4 separate regions of the Zea mays genome follow, and all the other regions are linked to region 3. Evidence: chromatin contacts called from public Hi-C data. All regions are on one chromosome and are shown on one strand. Each heading gives the region's core, a stretch centred on a gene start, on an enhancer-like site or on the middle of the called end of the contact. The rest is flanking DNA. Distances are from core to core; before and after follow the strand shown. Region 1 has its middle 190 kb from the start of LOC103653503. Region 2 has its middle 54 kb from the start of LOC100193004. Region 3 holds the start of LOC103653505 (exocyst complex component EXO70A1). Region 4 has its middle 71 kb from the start of LOC103653503.

Evidence for each region. A called contact is a pair of places that touch in the nucleus more often than the background predicts.
Region 1: a contact with region 3 is called in a Hi-C map of ear, with 2.1 times the contacts expected there. The contact joins the enhancer-like site here to the promoter of LOC103653505 in region 3. A contact is called at or near these places in 4 of 25 Hi-C or Micro-C datasets (ear, endosperm, leaf and 1 more).
Region 2: a Hi-C map of bundle sheath shows a contact between it and region 3, with 2.6 times the contacts expected there. The contact joins the enhancer-like site here to the promoter of LOC103653505 in region 3. A contact is called at or near these places in 2 of 25 Hi-C or Micro-C datasets (bundle sheath and leaf).
Region 4: a Hi-C map of leaf shows a contact between it and region 3, with 5 times the contacts expected there. The contact joins the enhancer-like site here to the promoter of LOC103653505 in region 3. A contact is called at or near these places in 2 of 25 Hi-C or Micro-C datasets (endosperm and leaf).

What each region holds. Positions count from the first base shown.
Region 1 is chr4:90,070,636-90,076,965 of Zm-B73-REFERENCE-NAM-5.0, forward strand. No RefSeq gene overlaps it. Among protein-coding and RNA genes, the nearest start is that of LOC103653503, 190 kb to the left of the region's middle. Within about 2 kb of position 3,241, at least 17 of the 20 cell types and tissues checked have an H3K27ac peak or open chromatin away from gene starts, as enhancers often do. A contact at or near this core is called in ear, endosperm, leaf and 1 more, where this site is marked.
Region 2 is chr4:90,743,974-90,750,949 of Zm-B73-REFERENCE-NAM-5.0, forward strand. No RefSeq gene overlaps it. Among protein-coding and RNA genes, the nearest start is that of LOC100193004, 54 kb to the left of the region's middle. Within about 2 kb of position 3,463, at least 20 of the 20 cell types and tissues checked have an H3K27ac peak or open chromatin away from gene starts, as enhancers often do. A contact at or near this core is called in bundle sheath and leaf, where this site is marked.
Region 3 is chr4:90,341,597-90,347,891 of Zm-B73-REFERENCE-NAM-5.0, forward strand. LOC103653505 (exocyst complex component EXO70A1) reads right to left here and starts at 2,646. Exons shown (of 1, transcript XM_008680397.2): 1 at 803-2,646. The coding sequence starts at 2,506. The coding sequence ends at 1,073.
Region 4 is chr4:89,954,113-89,961,171 of Zm-B73-REFERENCE-NAM-5.0, forward strand. No RefSeq gene overlaps it. Among protein-coding and RNA genes, the nearest start is that of LOC103653503, 71 kb to the left of the region's middle. Within about 2 kb of position 4,324, at least 18 of the 20 cell types and tissues checked have an H3K27ac peak or open chromatin away from gene starts, as enhancers often do. A contact at or near this core is called in leaf, where this site is marked.

The DNA.
Region 1 (6,330 bases), core at 1,991-4,490, 270 kb before region 3:
TATCACAAATGATAATATTATTTTGTATATAATATTGTATTGGTGGTTTATTGGTTGAATTATTTAATAATGCATGATTATTTTAGTTATTCGTAGTGTATCGTAGTGTCAACAAATGAAACCTAGGCGTCACCCGTTTCAGCCCAACACACCTCATATGTGAAGCATATGAGGTGTGATGGACCAGAATTGTCCCTTTATTGGACAGCCTCGGGTGACAGACAGAGTCCGAGTTTATGACAAAGGCATGTGCTCCTGCGTAGTTTCGGCGGTATAATCCTTTTGTTCTCCAATTACACCATTTTTAGGCAAGCAATTGCAGAACAACCGGGTTATGCTGCCAAAATTTCGTACGAGCATGTCACACCCGGGTTTCGAGGGCACCAAGACCCAGGCGCGAACATAATCACCAAGTGTACTAGGACCAAGTCTTACAAATATGATGACTCATGGTATAGAAACGAATGTCACATCTTTACTATATAATAGGAGTTATGTACAAAATAATTAATTAATTACATTATACGAAGACAACAATCCAGCAACTCAAAGTTGACTGGGAGATGATGGCCTAGACCTCTCACGAACTTATCACAGCATCCTCCATGTGCCTCATCCTGCGGTACCTGTTCTTGACCTATGGGGGGTGTGAGACAACAAGGGTGAGCTCATGTATGTTCATCGCTCAACCAATTGTGGGGAATAATGTGCATGATCTCACCAAAGGTGGGAGCTCATGTGAAGTATAAGGCTTACCAAAGATGATGGTTAAAGCTGAGCATTGCTTTTAAAGTTGGTCAAAATTTTATTAGCTGTTACTAAGTATAAGTAGATACCAAACCAGAGTAACAATAGATCAAAATTAATAATAAACCACAATGCGATGCAAATGACAAATTAAATTAAATTTCATAAATTAATCATGCGAGAGTCCTGAGCTGCTCATGACCGCGAGCACGGCTAATATACCAGTTTTACACTCTGCAGAGATTGTAACCTTTACCCACAAGTCATGTCACCCAGTTGCCAAGGGGTCTAGAAGTCCCATTCATCTCTACCGAGGAGACGAGACAGGGCAACACTACGAGGCCTTTACAAAGTTGCACTAGCTTCAGAAAACCCACTACAGTTTTTAGGGAGCGCAATGCAGGGATCCCACGTCTGACCGCCATCGCAGCGAAATCAACCCGAGAATCTCCCTACACGCCAACTTCCCTACTACCCTTGCCCCTTTTGGGTAAGGTAGTCCTCCACTAGCTTTTCTAATTAGACAGACAAGGGTGTCCCATTCCACCCTTGTGGTGGCACGTGTTTCTCAAGTTAAGCTCCATGTTCCAATTAACACAATGATCTTGTCATGAACAATCATTAAAACAACAGTATAATTGGAACATGATCATAATGTAATATTAATCCCAAAACCAGATAGAGCAATATCATAACTACCCAAAAGTTCAGTGGTAAACAAGGTGTGAGATAAACAAGTCTAGGGAAACCTATTAGGTCCCATCAGATTAACCTGAGCATGTCACAGTGATTCACCGGAACAAAGAAAAGTGATCAAGGGCACAACTTGCCTTAGACTCGAGATTCAAGGTGATCTTCAGATTCTCGTGACCTCGCTGCTAGTTGTAGCAATACAAACAAACATGGTATATGCATAATTAACATCACACGAAACATAAGAACAAACTGCATAATAATGATCAACGTTTCTCTACGAGATCGTGGGTTCGCGGACCACTAAAATTGGAGTTAAGGTTAAGGAGTTGTGATTTATGGAAGATCTATGTGATTCAAATATTAAACTATATTATTAATTGATTAGTATACAACATATGAGAGAGTATTCTATAAATAATTAACTCAGCTTTAATCTAAGTTTAACTTGATTAAAGATCATCTTTTAGTCAAATTATAACTATAAGATCAAAGTACTATATTAATATTAGAAAAGCTAATCCAATAAACATAGATTAATCAAATTAGTTACTTAATTATAGAAGTATGTGATATCGTATAATTAATGTTGCTACTTTATAATAAATATTTCTATGAGGCTAACGCAATTCGAATGGTCCAAATTGGATTTAAGGTGTAAAAGTTATGATTTTTCTGAATAGTTTAGGTGTTAAACAAAAACAAAATGAGTGTTATTTTTATAACTAAGTTACATAGTAAAATAAGGTTACTAAACGATAGACAATATTATCATGAGTCTAATGCAATTAGAATGGATCAATTCGGAGCTAATATGAAGAAAATATGAATTCTATAAGTTTTAAGGCTATTTTAATACCAAGTTCATATTAAAGTTGAGTACTGAAGACCGATTTGTCATTTCCAGAGACCTGTTTGCTATTAGTATAAACAGAGGAGGATGGCGGGTTCTATTTTTATTTCTCCCGAGGGCTCTTATGCAAAGCGGTCCTGGCGAAGGGGTATCGTGGCGCCGCAGCCGTCCGATCTAACTTGTGTGGTCTAGATTAGCTTTCATAACTTGATGACCCGGTGGTATACGATGGCGGTTGGATCCCAGATCAGTGGTCCGGGAACCGTCCACGCCACCCCCAATTCATACCCAACCGATTCAGATCTAACGATCATGGTTCAGTTGACCGAATCGTTTTCCTTATATCTAATCTGAGCCGTTTACTTGGGATGAACGGCCAGGAGCCATCCTCCACCCCACCGGCCGACCAAGGACGGCGCCGCCTTGCCGTATGGTGGCCCGCCACAGGTGAACGCCCAGGAACTAAAGTACCCATCAAAATCCGGCCACTACCTGCTGCAAACGAATGCGGAGGTTCATACGAACATCAGAGAGGTTTCATACCGTGCTTCAAGGGGGTGTCGGAACCGACCACTGCGACACGCAGCACCATGGCGGTCGTAGTACTCCGGCGAGCAATACCTGGGGTTCCTGTCTTCCACTCCGACCGGTACAACTATGAGTGCCCACCTGTGACTCAGTGAAGCACCATTGCTGGCCTCCAATAGCGCGACATCGGTGGAATCCGCAACAACGGCATCTCCATCCATCGCTTCACTCTGTGCGACAGCAATAGGAGACCAGCGGGGATGGGATGGAGGAGGAGGAGTGGCGCTGCTGTGAGGTGGAGGACATCCAATTTCCCGCATGAATGCGGCCACCGGTACGGAGGTTCAGCATGGCCTCCAGTATGACGAAGGCGAACCTCGCGCGAGGGGCCCACGCGCCAGACAACGGTAGAGTTAGTGCACGAGCATGATGAGGCGCTGGCCGGTGGGACATCGTCGTCAGTGCGCAGATGTGGAATGAGGAAGTGGGCTGCCGGGGAGGGAAAATAGTGAAGATCTAGCCTTTTGCATTTTCTTTTCTTTTCTTTAATTTTTCTTCTTTGTTTTCAATTCCAATTTCAAGTATTCTAACCAAATTCAAATTTCTGTTTTGAATTTCAGATTCCCAATCTCAAACATAATCCTAATGTGAATATAAATCCTACTATTTTCAATAATATTATTTATTTATTATTGTTATCTTATAATGTGTGTTCTTTTCTTTTCCTTCTATTTCCTTTTCTCTTTTATTTTCAAATTCAAAATTTCAACTTAAACTGGTCTTGTGAATTTAAACCCAAATGCGAAAAATACAAGAACCTTACCATGAGATGCATATTTCTGTATTTATTTATTTGCTAAGAACTTTTTCATATACGTATATTTATTTATTTATTTCATTATTTTTCCCTATTACAAATTTTGGGCTTTATAGAGCACATGCCTTGTCATAAATACAGGGCTCGTCGGTCACTCCTAGGTGGGTTTAGGAATTATCCTTTCCTATAGATGTAGGGGCATGATTTCTTCGTAATAATGGATGGTTCGTGCATTACTTAACTAATTAAGTAAACGTCTCATATCTAGTATGGCGGAGGATCGTCGAGGGATGTATGAAGGTTGAAAGAAGAGAGGTGCTCTATCAGGTGAGTGGGTTGCGAAGACCGACGTGTTTCTGGACCGTGCTTTTGCTCGATCAGAGACCGGAACCGATGTTAGGTGCCCTTGTAGCAAGTGTCGATCAGAGACCGACGTGTTTCGAGAACCCCCTCAACCCCTCGAATTTAAGGATCCTCCTACGCCTGAGGTTCAGAAGTTCTTTGAGCTCCTTAAAGCTGTCAAAAAGATGTTGCACGAGCACACGAAAGTGACTGTCCTTATTTTCGTGTCTCGGCTTATGGCTATTGAGTCCAAGTTTGCATTCTCAAACAACTTGTGGGAAACGGTGACGCCTAAGGAGGGGGGTGAATTTGGACTTCTAAAAACTGTCTCTAAACTAGGCCACAATTAAATCCCTAGAATAAATCCTATGCAAATAAACAATCTAGAATGTGCAAACTAGGTTTTGTCTAAGTGTTGCTATCTCTACATCAAAGACTAAGTTTGAATCCTAAGTATTCTAACTTAGAAAGGAGAGATGGAAACTTAAGTGCGTAATATAATTGCGGAAGGTAAAGAGCAAGTAGAGAAAGCAAACTCTCGTGGATGACGCTAGTATTTTTACCGAGGTATCCGGAACCACGCAAGGTTCCGACTAATCCTCGTTAGTGCCCCTACGCAAAGAGTAGCCCACGTGAGGCCCAAGCACCTCGGTCGAGTAACTCCATAGAGAGCTGCGGACCTTCTCCACATGCAAGTGGTGCTCCGCTTTCGGCTCCTCTCGGTCACTCCCCACTATCTGCACTATCAAGCTCCCGACTGAAACGCTGCCGGGCCTCGTTCCCTCCGGTACACGGTCGAGGTCGTGACACAAACTCGGTTGTCACGGTCTCGTAAGACTCCCGCCCCACTCGGTACAATTACAATGGCTCGTGCAAGAGCCGAGGGGTTGTGTGGTTTTTGTAAACACACTTGTCGGCGTTTCGAGACCGGGGGGTCCCTAAGCCGACGAGTGAATGTCGCTGCGTGCCTCAGCCCAGATGGGTCGAGCGCGTGGGCGAGCGCGAAGGGGGGAAGTGAGGTGGCCGGAGATGGGCGTGAGAGAGGTGGAAATCCCGCGGCCTTCATGTTCGTCCCGCGCCCAGGTCGGGTGCGCTTGCAGTAGGGGGTTACAAGCGTCCACGCGGGTGAGGGAAGCGAGCGGCCCCAAGAGAGCGCCTGTCCCGTCCTCGTCCCCGCGCGGCCAACCTTCTCTAAGAGGGCCCTGGTCCTTCCTTTTATAGGCGTAAGGAGTGGATCCAGGTGTACAATGGGGGTGTAGCAGAGTGCTACGTGTCTAGCGGGGGAGATCTAGCGCCCTAAGTACATGCCAATGTGGCAGCCGGAGAGATCTTGGCACCCAGCTGGTGTGATGTCGTGGCCGTCGGAGGAGCGACGGAGCCTGGCGGAGGGACAGCTGTCGGAGCGGTTGAGTCCTTGCTGACGTCCTCCTGCTTCCGTAAGAGAGCTGAGAGCCGTCGTCGTCACAGAGCTTGCGGGGCGCCATCATTGCCTATCTGGCGGAGCTAGCCAGATGGGACACTGGTCTTGTTCTCTGCGGCCCGAGTCGGCTCGGGGTAGGGTGATGATGGCGCTTCCTGTTGACGTGGTTGGCTTGTGCCCTAGGTTGGGCGACGTGGAGGCTCCTCCGAAGCCGAGGTCGAGTCTGTCTTCCATGGCTGAGGCCGAGTCCGAGCCCCTGGGTCGGGCGAGGCGGAGGTCGTTCGGCAGAGGCCGGGGCGGAGTCCGAGCCCTGGGGTCGAGCGAAGCGGAGTTCGTCGTCTTCTGGGGCTGAGCCCGAGTCCGAGCCCTGGGGTCGGGCGGAGCGGAGTTCGCCATCTTCCGGGACTTAGCTCGAGTCCAAGCCCTGGGTCGGGCGGAGCGGAGTTCGCCGTCTTCCGGGACCTAGCCCGAGTCCGAGCCCTGGGTCGGGCGGAGCGGAGTTCGCCGTCTTCCGGGACTTAGCCCGAGTCCGAGCCCTGGGTCGGGCGGAGCGGAGTTCGCCGTCTTCTGGGACGTAGCCCGAGTCCGAGCCCTGGGTCGGGCGGAGCGGAGTTCGCCGTCGTCTGGGACCTAGCCCGAGTCCGAGCCCTGGGTCGGGCGGAGCGGAGTTTGCCGTCTTCCGGGACCTAGCCCGAGTCCGAGCCCTGGGTCGGGCGGAGCGGAGCTTCCTATGGTGCCTTTGGTAGGGCCTGACTGCCTGTCAGTCTCACTCTGTCAAGTGGCACTGCAGTCGGAGTGGCGCAGGCGGCGCTGTCCTTCTGTTAGGCCGGTCAGTGGAGCGGCGAAGTGACGGCGGTCACTTCGGCTCTGCCGGGGGGGGGGGTGTGTCAGGATAAAGGTGTCAGGCCACCTTTGCGTTAAATGCTCCTG
Region 2 (6,976 bases), core at 2,213-4,712, 400 kb after region 3:
CAGCGGTATTAGGCTCTGCATTCCATTAGGAACGCTTTTGAGCAGAAAACTTACACTGCGCTCCCTTAGGAACGACTTTTTGTAGCTTCGGCAAAACTTACGCTGTGCTCCTTTAGGAACAGCGTTTTGTAGCTTCGGCGAAACTTTGGCTGCGATTTTTAGCTCTGCATTCCCTTAGGAACGACTTTTGAGCTTCAGCAATTTTTGAGCTTCGTAAATATTTGAAGATATATTTCATTCTAATAAAAGTGAAACTACTACAAGAAATTAAAACTAGTTCTGCATTGTTTGTTCCTTATTGAAATACAAAATGGCATAGAACATAAAAGTACTTCAGAGGTAGGATATCGCTCAATAAATGTGCTTTGATTCTGGCACAGTACTGTTGACCATGTGAGCTTCGGATTCCTCCCTGACTTCACGTTGCTGCTGAGAATACTGGCGCCCTTCTGGCTGGCTTCGAGAATAGGTCGGCTGTAGCGGTGGTGGGGGTGGGAGTTGTGGCCAGGAAGCCTGTGAGTGGCTAGCCGAAGCAGCAGAAGCTGTGGGATGATTTCCCACATACTCTCGTATGTAGGGAGAGTGGCACGAAGCAATGTGCAAGACCTGCTTTGGCTGGTTCTGCCGAGCTTCGGCTTCAGCTATCTCCTTTTGCTTCTGAATGGTGATTTGGCACATTCTTGTAGTATGGCCCTTATCCTCACCACAGAATAAGCAGTAGATCTTTCTAGAATGATCCCCAAATCTTCCCCCGAAGCCCCTGGCACCTTTGCCCCTTGGAGCTGGTGGCCTGAAAGAGCTTTGTTGTTGCCCCGAAGATTGTGAGGTGTATTGCGACCTCTGAGGCTGACTTCCTTTGTCGTCACTCTGAGTGGAATTATGGATTGACCTAACATGCCTCAGGTGTATTCTTCCTCCGAAGCCCCTGGTCATTTCCGAGAATCTGTAAGCTTCCTCCCTTCTTTGGCGGAAGTCATTGTCAGCCTGGATGTACTCATCCATCTTTTGAAGCAGCTTCTCCAGAGTTTGTGGGGGCTTCCTGGTGAAGTATTGAGCAGTAGGTCCTGGCCTAAGACCCTTGATCATGGCTTCGATGACAATTTCATTGAGCATTGTAGGTGCTTGTGCCCTCAGTCGCAAGAACCTTCGTACATATGCCTGAAGGTATTCTTCATGGTCTTGCGTGCATTGGAATAGAGACTGAGTTGTGTCCGGCTTAGTTTGAAAGCCTTGGAAGCTGGTAACTAACATGTCCTTAAGCTTCTGCCACGACGTGATAGTCCCTGGCCGAAGAAAAGAATACCATGTTTGGGCTACATTTCGGACTGCCATGACGAAGGACTTCGCTATAACTGCAGTATTGTCTCCATACGAAGATATAGTTGCTTCGTAGCTCATCAGAAACTGCTTTGGATCTGAGTGCCCATCATACATGGGAAGCTGAGGTGCCTTGTATGACGGGGGCCATGGGGTAGCCTGCAGTTCTGCTGCCAAGGGAGAAGCATCATCAAAAGTAAAGGTATCATGGTTAAAATCATCATAGCATCCATCTTCGTTGAATAAGCCTTCTTGACGAAGCTCCCTGTGTTGGGGCCTTCGATCTTGTTCATCTTGAGCAAGATGACGCACTTCTTCAGTAGCTTCGTCGATCTTCCTTTGAAGATCAGCCAGCCGCGCCATCTTCTCCATCTTCCTTTGTACATGCTGATGGATTATTTCCATGTCCCTGATCTCTTGGTCCAACTCCTCCTCCTGGAGTATTGGACTGGTGGCTTTCCTCTTCTGGCTTCGAGCCTCTCAAAGAGAAAGAGTTTCCTGGTTTGGGTCCAGCGGCTGCAGTGCAACAGTCCCTGGCGCTGAAGCTTTCTTCGGCGGCATGATGAAGGTCAGTGCTTGCCGAAGGTGGTCGAAAGTGTTCACCGGAGGTGGGCGCCAATGTTGGGGACTTGTTCTCAAATACTATGAGTTAAGAACAAGGCAACACCCAATGTTAAATGTTAATGTCCTTCGTCCTTCGAAGCATTATTTCCCTTAGGATATAATGATCTTTAGACGAAGGTTATGAAGGATATACCTTTATCAATGCGATATATGTTAATATAAGTAGAAGTATATAAAATATAAGAGGCAACATAAACAACCATATAACATTATTAATCCATTCTCATTATATTATTTTGGAAAGACAGAAACAATATTGAATTACAAAAGATACCTTCGGCTTGATAGAAGGTAAAAGTACAAGCGTGACACAAAAGCGAATACCAGTCAGCGTGAACAGTACGAGGGCACTGTTCATCTATTTATAGGCACAAGACGTAGCCTGTGAGAAATTACATTCATGCCCTTTACATTTATTATTGACTTATGGACAACTCTATGAGGACCAGATAGCCTTTTGCCCTTTAAGTCAGTTCCTTTTTCCGCCATTTAGCCGAAGCTCCCCTACGCGTAGCTTCGGAACTACTCCGACCTTCGTCACGATCATGCTTTTAGCCCGAGTCCGAAAGTACCTATTCATATGTCACACTTGGAAGATTTTGTTAAATCACATTTTTGAGGACCTTCGGGGGACGAAGGCTCCCAATAGCTAGGGAATCCTATTAGGTTCCATCAAATTAACCAGAGCATGTCACAGTGATTAACAGGAACGTTATTGGGTAAAGAGAAAAGTGATCAAGGGCACAACTTGCCTTGGACTCGAGATTCCTAGGTACCAAGTTGGTCTTTAGATGACTCGTAACCTCGCTGCTAGTCGTAGAAATACAAACAAACATGGCATAAACAAAATTAAAATTACACCAAACATAAGAACAAACTGCATAATAATGTTCTACGCATTGTAACGAGATCCTAGGTTCGAGAATCACTAAATTCGGAGTAACGGTTATAAAGTTATGATTTTCCGAAGGTTTTAAGTGTTTATTATAAAACAAATAAGGTACAAGATTTTAACCAAAGGTTTCATGGTAATACAAGGTTACTAGATGATAAACAACATTAATATGAGACTAATGCAATTGGAATAGATCAAAAAGGAGTTAAAATGAATTAAATATGAATTAAACAAGTTTCTAGAATTATTTTTATACTAAAAATCCTTTTCTTTATTAATTTCACTCATTTTCTTTAAGCCTTGGGCTGCGGACACTATTTACCAGAAGCTTGGGGTATGTTCTGTAAAAACCCGAGGGCTTGGATTAAACTACTTTATACATAGTGTGGGTCGCGGGTTCATTCATATAAAGAGCAGGGGTTCTTATGCAATTGTTACCTGGCCGAAAGTGTATCGGCGAAGATCAGCCGTTGGATCCAAAATCGATGGAACAGATTAGATCCTCTCTTAAGTGAACCGGTACGCGTTCGCGAACCCTTGGATCTAGATCTAACGGACCACAGCCGATCAGGACACCAGCCATTCGATCCGATCCAACGGTCCCGATCCAATAAACAAAAAGGTATTCTCTGTCTAATCTCGATCGTTCGTTAGTGGATCAACGGCCAAAGGAATTCTTCCCCACCGCACACCAGGGTACGGCGGCGATCTGCCCTCACGGCGGCCGTGTACGCGGCGACGAGCGATTTCGACGACGGCGAGGCTCCCACCGGCTCAGTGATGCCACGGATCGATGCAGCGTGATTTGGCGACTCGCCCCGACTACCCACCAAGGACACATCACCGCCGCACTCTTGATTCTCTAGCAGCGGCACTTTCTATCTCTCTCTACCGGATGCTCTCGCCTTCCCGCGTGTTCTTCGCTTGGGTCGCTACAATGGTTAGATTCCAGGGACGAGGAGATTATGGAGGGGCAGTTTTATATTCCGTATCCAAGGAGAGGCCGATTGGTGTCGAACCGGATCGGGATCCCGTGAACTCTGGTGGCTGTTTCACAACAACCCAGAGCTGTCTTCGATTCAGACTTGAAGGAGACGACCGACGCGTTGGGCCCACATGGCAGTGACGCAGTGAGATCAGTAGGCGAACGGCTAGGCGCGGTCCGCACGCGCATCTGTTAAGCAGAAAAAACAGTACCAACGTCTCCCACGTCATTCGGCGCACGACTTTGGTTAAGCTGACAGGTTGGAACCATATGTCAGGAACCCAGTGCACATGCGCCCCGGACGGCACGGTCTGTGAGGCTGGCGCGCGGGTGAATCATGGAGTCTGGCCGAGCGGGCCTGCATGCTAGCTGTGTAGCATTGGGCCGACCGGAAGTAAGGTGAGGTTGGGCCGAAAGTGAGGTAGCAGGCCCAGCTAGGCTTTTATTTTTTTCTTTTTCCTTTTCTATTTTAATTTCCACATTCCAATTTCAAATTCAAATGAGTTTCAAATTCTATTCTAAATGCAACATCCAAAATATCAGCATGAATGTAAAATATATATTTTTATAAACTTATATATTTATATTAATTATTTTATTCCCTTGTTTAGTTAAAGGCTCAAAAGTGTGATGCACACATTCATTTCATTTTAGGAAAAATATTACTTTTGAATATGTGATCAAATTTTAAGTTAATAAAAATGAGTATCCTTTATTTCACTTATTTAGGGGAAAATAAAATATAATCTTTACTAGGAACCATTCTACTTAAAATTACTTTTAAAGAGTTATATAGTTTACAAAGGGAATAATAATAAAAATATTTCTTCTAATTATTGATTTCAACTTCCTCTTTTGGTTTCAAGGTTTAAATCTAAGTTTTGAACTACACAACTTTTAATAGCACTATTTATTTGCTTTAGGGGAATATACTTTATAAAGAATTATAATTACTATTTAGAAGAATTTTATCTCAAATCTTTTTGGAGAATTCTTTAAATCGTCAAAATGTGATTTTGAGTGTTACAAATTCTACCCCCTTAAAAATAATCTCGTCCTCGATATTACTAAGAAAAGGGATATAGAAGGTTTTGTTTGTATTTCGCTTCTAGTTTTCAATTGGTACCAAACCATAAAGTGTTTTTTAAGACTAACTAGTAGGTGACTAGGATATCATGGGTACCTGATAATCATGTTTTAGCTATTGGTAAGAAAGTTGGGGTAAGAAAGATCAAGATAAGTGTAAGAAAGAAAGATTTTGGCAATGGAAGACTCCATCATGCATAGTGGATGTTGACTCATCTCGTGATCCAGCTTGATCTTTGAAGACTTTAGTTGGTGCTTATCCTTCCTTGATGAGGTTGATCATCTTTGGTCTTCAATCTTGGAGTTACCTTATGAGTTTATGGACATGTAGATAGATGTGGGTAGGATAGGTTTTATGAGATATATCAAAATCTCGGATGCTTTTAATTTATGTCGATCTGTTTGTCACTTGTTCTGAAATGCTGTGAATCAAGAACAAGGCAATAAAATTGTTAAACATTAGGGACTTTCATCCTCTGAAACATTATCTCCCTTCGGATATAATGGTCTTCAGACGAAGGTTACGAAGGATATACCTTCATTGTCAGCAAGAATGAGAGTTTACAAAGATATTATGTATGACATTCATCCATATATTTATTTCATGATAAACATATGGATAAAATTCATGTTACATTGATACCTTTGGCTTGCTTGAAGGTGTTGATGCGAGAGCGATTACAATTCAGCGTGAACAATATGGTGGTACTATTCATCTATTTATAGGCATCGGATGCAGCCCGGGTAAAAATACATTTATGACCTTAACAGTTGTTCATAATTGTAACATAAATCATTAGGGACTAGCTAGTCTTTATCTCTTTGGCTTAGCAACATGCTTGATCTTCGACATTACTTCAAGTCGAAGCTATTAATCTTTGGCGATAGCTTCGGCGTTCATTGCTGTCATTTCCGGGTTATGTCTTTGTCTTGAAGACCTTCGACGGAAGAGAAAACTCCCATCATGAACCTTTGTTCTAGACAAATCTCCTGTAATAATCAACATTATGCTAGAAACAAATGGTTAGTCGTGTTTTTGAGGACCTTCGGAAGAGGAAGGCCCCGAACAGTAGCCCCTCGCAGTATTAGTTTGTTTCCTCGTAACAAATTCAGACTGCGATACGAATGAAGGCCTTTAGCCGAAGGTCCAAAAAAACACCTTCCCTTCGCTAGAATAGTGAATCGTTCTGAATCGTGGGTCCCACCGCTCAGTGGTGTTTTGTTTATATATACAAAGGCTTGCACCACAAATATTTTTCGTGCTATCTAGCTCTTTGTGCTGTGATTGCCATTTTAGCTTTCATCTTTTGCGAGCGCAATTGTTCTTTTGAGCTTCGGCTTTTGTTGCGGCCACCATCGGAATGGCCAAAGACAAGGAGACTGCAGATCCCACACTTGCTGGTTTTTACGAAGCTATGGAAAAAACCAACGTGGAAAAGATAACTGACGAAATGTTGGCTGGGCTATCTGGGGATTCCAGTGATAGTTTCGATGTAGTGAGTGGTAATGAAGATGCCGAAGATTGGCCTTGGAGGCCAAGCCATGTTGTCTTCGGGAAATCAACTATTAAGCAAGGGAAAATTGAAGCAATGAAGGGAAAATACTTCCACGACATATCCATAGTGAGGGCTGGAGGAGAGAACACTATTCCACTTCCTGAAACAGACGAGGTGGTGGTATTTAAAAGCTTTATGAAAGCTGGACTTCGTTTTCCATTGCACAAGATGCTAGTTGAAGTATTGAAGACATTTGAGATATACCTTCATCAACTTACTCCCGAAGATTTGATTATAGTGGGAGTTTTTATTTGGGCCATGAGAAGCCAAGGGCTGGAGCCGAATGCTAAATGCTTTTGCAACATTCAAGAATTATCCTTTCAGACAAAAGCAACTAGGAAGGAACAATATCACAATAACTTCGAGTGCTACAACTTTGTGCCCCGTTCTTATGCGAGGTACCCCGTGCCGACATTCCGAAAGAAATGGCTGGGTTGTTGGATGAAACAATGGTTCTATGTGAAGAATGATATGAGTGATATGGAAGATGTGGAGGGCATTATCCAACGTCCC
Region 3 (6,295 bases), core at 1,396-3,895:
TTCTAGTTGTGTTTAGTGGCAAACCCCCAGTCAGCTGCCTATGAAGGCCTTATCGTACTATGTTTCGTATTTGCACTTTGATCTATGTTAAGTTAATGACGGTGTGGATGTCTTGGACATCGTGATGTAATAAAGTACTATTTCTGCTTTTATTTTGAGCAATGTGTGATAATGTCCAATTATGTAATCGTTGTGTACATGAATTTCTGATCCTGGCACGTACATGGTTCGCATTCGGTTTACCTTCCAAAACCAGGTGTGACATGGGGTGGCCACTGGCCCCCTTTGGTTGGACATCCAATCAAAGGGCGAATACAGGGTCGAGTAAGGAAGGACTTTATGAGATGCCCCCAACGAGCCAAGCCCTAAAGTGGGACCACTCGCCAGACCAGACCCTAGCAAAGGACGGTTGGATCTCACTTGGATAACTCGTTAGCAGTTCAACGCCCTCCATCACTGCGCCACCTAGGTCGATGATGGACAATCCTCTCCTCGAAGGACAAAACCTTTCCGGGGGGAGATGCGTGCAAGAAACCAAACTTATGACCAAACAATCGAGCCTACGCTTATCTCAGGCCTGAAAACGAGCGCATGCCCAGCTCCGCCATTAACTGAACCTATGTTAAGCTCCGGCCCGAAAGCGAGCACATGCCTAGCTCCGGTGTTAACTGAGCCTACGCCTAGCTCCGACAGTAACTGAGCACACACTTGGCTTTGGTGCATGACCAAGCCAACCATCACAAAGAATGGATCTACCCCAAAGCGGGAAGCTCACTACACTCAAGATAATCCCCTAAAACAATCCTCACAAATTGCTCAGGGATTGCATCTAACCGATGCACTTGCGTGCCTCCATGAACCACACTCTATAATTTAAATATAAAATATATACATTAGCCGTTGCTGGAGAAAAAAATAAAATTAAAAACCTAAGAGCTAATTTGGCAACCCTATTTTTTCATGGGATTTTCAATTTTCTAAGGAAAAATGAACTAATTTTCCTTGGAAAAATGAAAAACCCCTTGGAAAAATAGGGTTCCAAACTAGCCAAAAATGTATTTCACACCACCTTCTACCCTTCGAACAAATCTGACAAGTGCTGCTCCAGCTCCTCCGCGGTGCGCCCTTTGGCCACCTCTACCTCCGGATGTTCTTGCAAGTACCGGCGATACACCGGCATGACATTCTCAGTGACGGTTTTCCGAAGGATACCCCGGATCACCGGGTTTGGAATCTTCCAGCATCTCTGGGCGCTGCAGGCGTTCTCCAACGAAGTGAAGAACGCGCTCAGCCGATTGCTTCGGCGCCCGAGAGCAGCGCCAGGCTTGGTCCTGGTGCCGCCGCCGTCCAAGAGCGACACGACGGGCTTCCACGACGCGTCCATGTAGCCATTGATGTATGCTTCCATGCGCTGCTCTCGGACGCGAACCCACCCCGGCGGCAGCAACAGCTTGAGCTCGGAGCGCATCGCGCGGCACACGATGGCGAACGTGTTGTTGAGCATGAACACCTGTCTCAGCCCCGGAAACGCTAGAGCGGCAGACTTCTCCTCCAGCACGGTCTCCAGGCACGATATGAGCTCCGCCACCAGGCCGAGGCCGCCGGCTGGAGCGCGCGGCGGCGGTGCTTCGCTGTCGCTGTGGTCGTCGCCGCCGCCGAGGATGAAGTAGAGGGAGATGCGGTTGCGCAGCAGACAGCGAAAGTAGCCCATCCAGAAGCCGACGCACGGGTGCACCTCGCCACCCTGTGGCATCCGCCATGGGTAGTGCGACCTTATGAAAGACGACCTGAGGTCGCGCCTGCAGCGCCGGGCCGCATCCACCAGCTCCGCGAGCGCGGTCTCGACGGCAACCGAGACCGGATGCGCGGGGCCCCAGGAGAAGAGCCTCGCGAGGACTGGGAACGCTTCCGATACAGGGACGTACACGTCGAGCGTCGCGAGCAGCTTCGACGGGGAGCTCCCGAGCGCGGCCACGGCGCCGGCCAGCTTCAGCATCGCTCCGGCGCTCGCCGCCGCGAACTCCCCCATAGCGACCACGTGCGCGGCCTTGAGCTTCTGGTGGCGAAGGCGGAAGACGTGCTCCATGGTGCTCAGCGCCTGCACCCACGCCTTGACCCTCCTCCCGACCTCCCGCCGTGACAAGAGACCACCACCATCGCGGCCCCCGTCCAACGCGCCCACGTCCAGAACCCAGCCGGCGTCGAACCCGGCGAGCCAGCGAGACAAGGCGTCCGCGCGCGCGCCGGCTCTTGCGGGAGGGGAGAAGGCTGGGAGGAGGGCGAGCATGCGCTGCTGGTGCCTGTCGATGTCGTGCAGCACGCAGGCGGACGACTCCGACACAGTCACCAGTTGGCGGCTAGTGCCGCGGTCGACCTCGTCGGCGTTGCTGCTGCTGGAGCCGTCGCTGTCCGAGGGTCCGGAGCGCGGGGACGCCGGCGGGCTGCTGCCACCGCTGCTGCTGCTGTCGTAGCCGCCGTCCGGGCCGAACTTGCAGCTGTGCTCCATCTTGACGCGCGGCGCGCGCACAGGCGGCTTCCCAGTGAAGTGAGACGACGAATGCGAAGTAGTCTACATGTCAACGCACGCAGCAACGGCCAACGGGCAACGACTACTGCAGAGTCGCTGAGTCGCGGTTGCGGAGCTTCTGCTGCGGCTGCCTTTGGATAGTTTTCTGGCTGCTGGGCGTGCGAGTCGCTTGCTTCTTCTGGCTCCACGTGTTTTCCGCGGGATCGGAGAAGCTGGACTGAGACTGGACTAACAAAATATCCAAGCAAGCACGGAGGCAATTCACGGAAGAAACACCAGTCCAAGACGCGGCCGGGCGTGGACTCGGCGAGAGAGTCTTGTGCACCCCCTTCCAGCTTTCGCTGTCATCTCCGTCGGCCTCGCCGCGTCGCCAGTCACCGCGATTGCTCTGTTCTGACTTCTGAGCATCTGGCGGATTACCAGACCAGCCGCCGAGACGACGGCCGAGGCCAGGTGCAGGTGGGCACGGCTATGGGACATTGGCTACTCAAACAGGCTCATATGCTCAAGTTTTTAGGGGGTGCTTGGTTCCTGATTAAACAATATTGGCTCACATGTGACATGCACAACAGCAGATCGAATCATTTTCGGTTGCTAGGATCATTAAAACTATTTGTTTATGCACATGTTTAGTATATGATGCGTTCGAATAATAGTTGGATTTCATCAACTAAAGTAATGTTTAACTTAAGTTTGGTATTAACAAGTATTATTGTTGTTGGTAACTTGTTTTCATTGCTGCATGGCATTAAAAATAAGGCAACACAAAATTGAGAAATAAAAACCGTGGTCCCAAAGATAATACACCTTCGGTATAATCATCTGAGGACAAAGGTTTAAACGTATGATAAAAGATGAAACTGTCATATACTTGACCTCAATCCTCTAAAGGTACTGAAAATCTAGTCGAAGCGTTATAAAAACATTCGTCCTAAGGTTTTATACCATCGCATACATCATAAGTGAAATGTGACAAGAAGACATGGAATAACACATGAGAACTTATCTTTGTTGCCTTGACATTTTCAATATGTCTCTCGTTACATTGAATATATTTGTAACACCCCATCCAATCTCTGAACCAACAATACTAACTCCTGACAGCTCGCTAGGATCATATATTGTCCCATAGACCAACACGAGTCTTTTGTGCGCATTTTGTCCTCACTCATGCACACCCGAGAAAATTTCTGATCGGTCACCCATCCCAAATTGCTCCAAGGCAAGCACGCTTAAGTTGGAGGTCCTTTCGAGATAGACTTTCAAAAAAGAAGATGCACCTTGTTGGTATGGATACTCTATTAATTCTATTAAGCCTTGAGCCAGGATATCACCATCCTAGGGGCCAGGATATCACAATCCACCCTCTTAAAAGACCAATGTCCTCGTCGGTCAACCCCAATTCAGGAACCTCTTCTCTTAGCCATGTCTGTGTGTCTAGTGTCGTCATATGCCATGCCATGTGATCACTCCGGGCCCACGTGCGCCATATATCCGAACCCCTAACCCACAAACACCCTTGAAACCGTGAGGGTCGGCTCTGATATCACTTGTAACACCCCGTCCAATCCCTGGACCGGCGGTACTTACTCTTGACAGCTCGATAGGATCATATATTGTCCCCACAGACCAACATGAGTCTTTTGTGCGCACTTTGTCCTCACTCATGCACACCCGAGAAAACTTCTCGGTCGGTCACCCATCCAAAATTGCTCTAAGCCAAGCACGCTTAAGTTGGAGGTTCTTTCGAGATAGACTTCCGAAAATGAAGATGTACTTTGTTGGTATGGATACTCTATTAATTCTATTAGGCCTTGGGCCAGGATATCACCATCCCAGTGGCTAGGATATCACAATATTTTGACACCCCGAGTGTTTATTTCGTGCTCTGTCGTGAGATTGGTCCTAAGCTCGGATCGTCAGTGGAAAATTTGGATTGCTTGATCACGTCTATCTCCATTTATCAAGTTACTCATGAAAGTTTCACTGAATTTGAAATTATTCGATCTTGAGAATAGCCAAATTTGGAGCATGTTAAAGATTTGTTTCTTGAACGAGTGCAAATTCGGATGTCAACCTCATCTCGCAAATCTCGCGTAAAAATACTATTATTCAAACTCTCGGTAGTTGCTATCCGATCTGTGCTCGAATCTGCTTTCTCAATTTTGGTCTATGTCCAAATATTTAATTCGAGTTCGTGTGCTCGAATCCGCTTTCTCAATTTTGGTCTATGTCCAAATATTTAATCCAAGTTCGTACTCTCAAACGGAATGCTCTGTTGTGTCGGCCTCTAATTAATTCTTATCTGACTCGGCTTAATATCTCTGTGTCCAATCCGAATTCAAAATTCAACATCGGCAATGATTTTCTTTTTAATGTCGTGACTCGCCTTTTCCAATCACAGATTCAAAAGCTAGTCGATCTCAAGTCCTTTGATTTTCTAATCGTACGCGAACAAATTCTCGAGCAACACTAAAATCAAATTCCTAGTTTCGGATAATTCTTCAGTCTTCCGTTTGACCAAGCGCTAGCTCGTCATGTTCTCCACACCGATCAGTTCCGCATGGTATAAATTTGACCAAATCTGGACAGCAAGGCCTTCCTAGTGTCCTTTACCCTTGATGCATATTGAGTTGTCCTAAGATGTTTATAAATGTTTTGTTGGAAATTTTATTATCTTTCTAGAAAGTCTAGGATCACTTGTTTGGATGCATGAGTCTTTAGTTATGAACTTTTGAAGTTACAGGTCTGAATTTGCCCAACTTTGTACAGAGCTGTTGTTATAGGTCAAATCAACCTTGTTAAGTGTCTAATCACATTAAGATAGTAATACCAAAGTTGTAGAGAATTTCTTGAGCTTTCTTAAAAGTGTTTGTTCACTATTTTTGGATGAATATCTTGTGAGTCACGAATGAAACAAGTAACGATGTGCTGCTGTATTGAACATGTTAGTTGTGGTTGATTGCTCTACTCTCTTGTCATGCTTGAGTATGATTGATAGTGTTACTTTATAATTCATATGGTAATAGAATCATGTAGATAATAACATGTTCCCATTGTCTTCTACTTGTGCTGCTAATCTTGAATATTACCGTATAACCAACCTAACTAAAATAGCATAATATGTAATTGTGATTAGACCATCCCCTTCCATGTGTTCTCTTGGGTGTGTGCTTGCACTAGAATATTGTGAATGGATGTAGAACCCGATTAAGAGATTAGTCCTTTTTAACTAAGTCTATCTATATAGAAGTCATAGCGAATCTATGTGTACTTAACTAGTTCAATATTAAGTAACCAATGAATGATTAAAGTGAATGTGGTAAATGCTTATACTCATGATGTCTTGTTTGCATTGGTTAAATATACGAAGTATTCGTCATCTTTCTAGTGGTGTTGTTTCCATGTGCCCGATGACGTATAGATAGCCAGCACATGCGTATAGTTGCAGTGTCTTACTAATTAGTGTTTAGTTCGCTAGCGTGAGCTTTGGAGTATCTTGAGCTCTTTTTCCATCATATTGATACATATGCATCATGCATCACATTTAGGACTGAGAGATGATGATCGTGCGAAGTAAAGTTGTGCCAACCACAAGATGCAGTTGATGGACAACCTGAAGAAGGATGGACTGAACAAGTGGATGCTAGCCCAGCGAGTACCCTATATTAAACATTGTCTAGTGTGGATTCAAGGCAAGCATAGATTTTATGCATAACTGTTATATATGCTATTTTATGGCAATTATTGTTTGTTGGCTTGTACTGT
Region 4 (7,059 bases), core at 3,074-5,573, 390 kb before region 3:
TTTACCTTAAAATTAGAATAGAACAAACTGCCGACAATATGTTGTCGACGGTAGCGGCTGATATCCGCTTCAAGCTTCGGGAAGCCGATACTCTTTGATAAAGTACCAACAACCTTCGCACCGGTTTGGTCTCGTATGCAGCCTAACCCTTCATCATCAATACCGCCAAAGAGAAGCACCCCCGGCCGGTACCCACAAGATATAGCATACTCTTTTAATTCCTCTTTTTCAGCTTCTGTCAGCTTCTGGCCAACTAAGTTTCGGAAGTCAAAAGTTTCATCTTCCGAAGTATCTTCGGTTATTCCTTCTTTCTCGGGTTTGGCGGTCGTGGTCTCTTCGGTGGCTGCAGCAGTTTCTTCAGCGGCCATGTTTAGCAGCATTTTATCTATATCAGCGGCAATGCTCTCTAAGTTAATACCTTCGGAGTTGGCATCTTCGGCTCTGGCTTCTTCTGCGGCAGCTTCCGAAGGTACAGCTTCAGTAGCTGTCATGCTTTCAATTGCCGACACCTTCGGAGCTGGAGCTCTTGGTGGTGTTGTTTTAATCACTTTTGTCACGGTAACAATCCTTTGCCTTTTTGGCCTAGATGCCTTTGTCTTTGTGGGATCCTTTTCATTATGAAAAAGCTTCGTCAGATGAAGCCCCAATGGACTTAGGTTGACAGGCAGAGTTTCAGTCATTACCTTTAGAATTTCCTCTATTTCAGCATCAGAAGATGTCACCGAAGTCTTCTCTTCTTCATCAATTGATTTTTGTTCTAGGATTGAGTCCTTTATTTTCTTCGAAGTTAATACTTTCGATTCAAATTTTTGTCTCTTCTTCTTTGATTGATCTTCGTCGTCTTTGTTCAAAGCGTCAGCTATTATTTTTCTTTTTTGCCCTTCGGCACCCTTGTCAAGTCGCTCATAATCAGGATATTCAAAGCCTATAGCATCCAATACCCTGTTTAGCCTTCGTTTCGGCCGGGTGCCGAAGGCTGCTGTTATCAATTGATCTTCTTTTTTAGAATAATTCCCAAGAATTTCGGTGCACATTACTTCGATTGTTTCGAGCCATTCTTGGCAGGGTGCTTTGAAATATTTCTTGAACTTGTAGTGGTAGGGCAGTCGGACAAGTTCCCCCTCTTTCTTCTCTCCTTCAAGCTTTGGCATAGCCCATTCCTTCATAGTTGGAAATATTTTGAAAGCCAGAAACTCCTGCACTAAATCTCTAGTACCAATGTGCTCTGCGATAATCCTGAATTCAGCTAGCGCAGTTTGGGTTGGACCTTCTGGTGTCATATTGCATTGGGGTCTGGTCTCTCCGAAGATCAGTTCAAGCGGACTCTGGACCAGCTTCTCCTTGTCATCGTCAACTTTGACGTAGAACCATTCCGATTTCCAGCCTGCCGACCACTTGCTTCGATAGCTGATCATAGGAAATTTTGTAGTTTTCCGGTAAGCAAAATTGTAACAACCAAAATTTTCATGTAACCCATCCTTTCTGGCCTTGGTTTGGTAATGTAGCTCGTGCACCCGGCAAAAACTTTCGGCAAACGGTTCCACTCCCTGGCTTCGAAGAGCCCAAATATAAACACTAAGCCTAACGATAGCATTAGTAGTTAATTGATGAAAGTGGATCCCAAACTTCTTTAGCACATCGACAATCATCCTATTTAAAGGGAATCTCAAACCAGCTTTGAGGAAACTCTTGAAAACTACTATTTCATCTTTTTCTGGCTTCAGAGTAGTTTCTTCTCCACCAAAGCGAATCAGCTCTTTCTTATCTTCGCTAAAATAGCCCAACTTCACCATCTTAGGATAATCAGCTTCGGAGATAGTGGACTTTCTGAAGTCCAGGTGGCTAGGCTTGCTCGGCACTGCGATGTTGTAATCATCTTCAGAATCGGTCTCTTCAATACCAGCTTGCTCTGCTTCGGCAGCAGGGACGTCTTCCGGTGTTACCAACCCAGATCGCTTCATTGCTTCCGAAATAGGAACAGTTTCAACAGCTTCGGTCTCGTCTCCCTCACGATCGACTCTTGCAGTAGAGCGAACTCTGGCCATTTGATTATGACTTACTTGAAATTTTTGGTGTTGGCTTTTTTGTCTTTTCCGAAGCTCTTACACTTGTGCCGAAGCAGATTCACAAGCGAGGTTTCGTCTGAGCACGATGATCAAGCTGCGGCTATGACTAAAAATTTGGCAGCAAAACAGTACAATAGCAATGAATGCTGTGGTAACTTCACACCTACCCGTCTGTTTATATAGTGCTGCAGGTGGGAAGGTGAATCGGCAAGGTCTCCAGCACCAAACAAACAGTCACCCGCACTCACTGAACGGTGGGCCACATAGTTCGAGAAGGTGAATCGCTGGCGAGCGCATAATTGGTGCAAGATGGGTCGCGCGTGCGACGATTATTTTAATCGTTTCTCGCCAACGAGCTCAGGGAAGGTGTTTTTTGGATCTTCGGCATCCCGAAGCCCAGAAGATTTTTCACGGATCAAGCTCGTTACGAAAAACGATCTAGCACCGCGAAAGGGCTACTATTGGGGGTATGCTTCGTAGCCGAAGATCCTAAAGAAATAAACACCTTCGGCAGATCCTCTCCAAAGCAGCGCCGAAGCTATCGACTATAAAGCTTCGGCACAGTGACATGTCTCAAGACAAAGGGGTGAACCGACTTAAAGATGAAATGACTTAAAGACCCATGATATTCCGTGTCATTATTGTAGTTCATTGTAAAAGGCATAAATGTAATTATACACAGGCTGCGCCCTGTGCCTATAAATAGGTGAACAGTACCCCTGTACTGTTCACGCGCTCTTGTAATTACGCATTGGACATTTTCTTTTGCTTCACGCTGGTATTTTTACTTTCCTTCAAGTCGAAGGTACATTTTGTAATTCGTCATTATTTCTTTAATAATGAAATAGAAACAAGTTAATGATAATAATCATATGTTTAAATTATTTTTCATATTTTATATAAATCCTTCTTCATTATTTGTTGTGCTTATGAAGGTGTGACCTTCATAACCTTCGTCCGGAATCCATTATATCCCAAGGGAAATAATGCTTCGAAGGACGAAGGAATATAACATTTAACAATTTCTGTGTTGCCTTGTTCTTAATTCATAGAAGTTAAGAACAAGTCCCCAACAGCGAGAAAGCGAGGCAGGGTAGCACTACGAGGCCTTTCCAAAGTTCCACTAGTTCGAGAATACCCACTACGATTTTAGGACGAAGGAAGCATAGGAATCCCTCGTCCGAACTGCCATCGCAGCAGTTCGACCCGAGAACCTCCCTATAATCTAACAGCGACACCTTCCCGCTTGCCCCTTTCGGGTAAGGTAATCTCTCCCTAGCTTTCCTAGTTACTTGGTCAAGGGCGTCCCATTCCACCCTTGTGGTAGCACTGTTTTCCCGTTTGGTTCTCCATGTTCCAATTAACATGATGATCTTATCATGAACAATAATTAAAACAACAATATAATTGGAACATGATCATAATAAAACATTAAATTCCCAAAACCAGGTAGAGCAATAGCAAATCTACCCAATAGTTCATCTGTTTGCAAGGTCGGGGATAAAAATGCTAGGGAAACCTATAAGGTCCCATCCAATTAACCTGAGCATGTCACAGTGATTAACACGAACAATATTAGGTAAAGAGAGAAGTGATCAAGGGCACAACTTACCTTAGACTCGAGATTCCTAGTTACCAACTTGGTATTCAAGTGACTCGTAACCTCGCTGCTACTCATAGCAATACAAATAGATAATATAGGCAAATATTAACATCACACCAAACAGGAGATATAATAATGATCTACGCTTCGCGACTACATCCTAGGTTCGAGAACCACTAAATTCTGAGTTACGGTTATAAAGTTATGATTTCCGAAGATTAAATGTCTATTATAAAACAAACGAGGTACAAGATTTTCACCATAGGTTTCATGGTAATACAGGGTTACTAGATGATAACCAATATTAATATGAATTTAAAGAAATTGGAATGGGTCAAAAAGAGTTAAAATGGATTAAATATGAATTAAACAAGTTTGTGGAATTATTTTTATACTAGAAATCATTTCCTCGTTTAATTCTGAATTTTCCTAATGAATCTGGACTGCGGACATAATTACTAGAAAGTCTATGGTTAGTTTTGGATAAAATTGGACTGATCCGTAATAACTCTTCAAAGCATATGGACAACGAGTTGTTTTCTGGAATCCCGGAAGGGTCTTTTGCAAAACGGACGGGCTGAAGGGGTATCGCAATATCCCAACCGTTAGATCATAATCTGGCGGCCTAGATTAGACCCATCGTTTCATTGAACCACTATGGGATCTGAACCGCACGATCTAACTTGCACGTCCACGATTAAACCAGACTCTCCCTCGAAACGGTACCCAACCATGGCCACATGATCACGATCCCACGGCCAAGATTTCTCATGACCACGATCTAATCCGGCCTGCAACCCGCTAGATCCATGGCTTAGCTTCTAGGAAATCCATCTGACACCCCCGCACTAATCTCGTACGCCAATTCCTGATTCAACGGTCCGAAGACCCTTCTCACCTGAATCAAGACATGTTGGCGCCGCCCACTAGGGACGGTGGCGCCATTGCTGGCATGACCTCCGCTCCACGCCATGGTGTTTGAAACAACAAACAAGTGCATGATATACGACGAGAGAAGGAGGGCGAACAGTAAGGGGCTTCTTACCTCAGATCATGCCACATCAATCCCTGCTCACGGCGCTAGGCGACATGGCGGCGGACCGTGAGCATCGATAAGCAAATTGGTGCACCCAGGGACGATCCCGGGCCTAGGTGCTCCATGCGCCAACGGTTATGGACCCCAGAGGTGAAACTGGGCACTCGAACGGGCAAGTCAACGGTGAGCTAAGGATGGTGCTCGGCGTGGTTATGGAAATCACGGCTCTGGGCGGTTCTTAGGTGCTAGGATTTCGCACAATAGGGGGCATGGGAATTCGGTATTTAAACACCTAGGCCGAAGGAGATAGGTAGCCCGAGGAGTAACAGCATGGCGAGATCCACGCGAAGTCAAAGGACCCACTTTTCCGAGTCTTGCGCCACGTGGGGAGGGAGAACAATCTGGCAACTAGGCCCACCCGCCAGAGGCACATGACATCCAGGCGCCTGGTGATTGCCCTGCCCACAGGGCTCACCTGTTTGCGGCACAGGAGCTGAAGGAGGTGGGGGGAAATGGAGTGGGCCACCTGGTGAGGGTGATGTGGGCCGGTCGAGGTAGTTTGGGCCGAAGGCGCGGGTTCGAGTTTCTTCTTTTTTCTTTTCTTTTCCATTTTCTTTTCTTCAATTTGAACTTAGACTCAAATCCAAATTCATTTTAAATTCAAATTGAGTTCAACCTTACAGAATATTTAAGTGCTCAAATAAAACCCCAACATGAATGCAAGTTATATTTATAAGGATTATTTTATTCTCCTATTTGGAAATATATTTCAAATGTGATGTGCACACTTTATTAAGAAATACTATTTCAAGTGAAAATTTAAAGGTTTTTCCTCATTCCAACATTTACTACTTATTATTATTTATTTAAATTATAGAGATATGTTTTATAAAGGAAGAAAATCATCTATGGAAGTCATTATATTTCAAATCCTTTGGGAGAATTTTTTTACCTCACAAAATAGGATTTTGGGTTTTACAAATTCTACCTCCTTAAAAATAATCTCGTCCTCGAGTTTAATAAGAAAAGTGATGTATCTCAATCTTGTCTCAAAACATATGCACAATAAAGAATTTCAGCATGATGCATAACTTGTTATTAAAACATAGGTTCAAATAGACTTTATTATCATTCCTAAAACAATAAAGTACTATCTACTACCTAAGGTACTATTTAGGTCCTACAAATACTATATATATATAATTACTCTAATCTTGTTGCTCGTTGCCTTCTTCACCGGCTTTTTTACCTTCAACCGACACCTCTTCTGGGTTTTCAGGTTCTTCGGGTTCAGCTTCTACTTCCACATGGTTGACCTGGCCTCGATTGATGGATAAGGCCTGATTCTTACCCCCTGAGGCCTGACCTTGCTTCATCAGAGCTGGAGTGGTGTAAGCAGCCCTATTGGGACAGTAGTTGGCATAATGGCCGGGCTGTCCACAATTGAAGCATGACCTATTTGTGGATGTATTAGGAGCAATAGGTCCAGCTGGAGTGTTTGCTTGAGGAGGAGCTGATTGGGTCTATTGAGTCTGTTGCCCAGAACTGCCACAAGCTGGTGTACTTTGAGGTGTAGTATAACGGGGATGAGTACTACTTCCACCATGTCCTTGGTTAGTAGCCCTTCTTTTCTCTCCTAGCTCAACTCTCTTGTGTTCCAGATCAATAGCCTTGTCTAGAAGTCTCTGGAAGGATGGGCATGTGTACGACATCAATTGGTATTGAAGTGGCCTGATCAAACCTTCCAGAAATAGCTCCTTTTCTCATCGTCATCAACTTCCCCGAGAGCATATCGGGATAGCTGGATGAATGTCTCTATATTCGCTTTCTGACATCCCTCCCTAGTTGAGGGATAGGAACTCCTTTTTAATCTTAATAATGCCACTAGGAATATGATAATTCCAGAAGTGAGTGGAGAATTCTGTCCAGCTAATGGTGTTGGCAGCAGCGTGAGCAGCGCAATATGCATCCTGTAACACCCTTGGTGTTACGAGAACTAAAACTTTGGCAAGACATCATATGCATTGGCATTACATTATGTATGATCCACCTAGGATGCATCCACTAGGCTAAAATTTCAAAACAAACATGTGATGTGATGCTTGTGTGATGATCTGACTTGGTAAAAGAGATTCTTGACCCTAGGAAGGAATGTCTCTCTTCAAGGATTAGAAACATGTGGCCTTGTGAGATGAGCACTAAGGAGTGATCTTAGCAAGTTAATAGAAATGTTCAAAGTATTAGCTTAGAGAGAGTAAGTACTTAGTGTACCCTAGGACACTCCAAACCCTATTCTTGAGCCCAAAACCCTAATTAGTACCCTATAAGGTGATTATAAATTCTATGCACTTTTT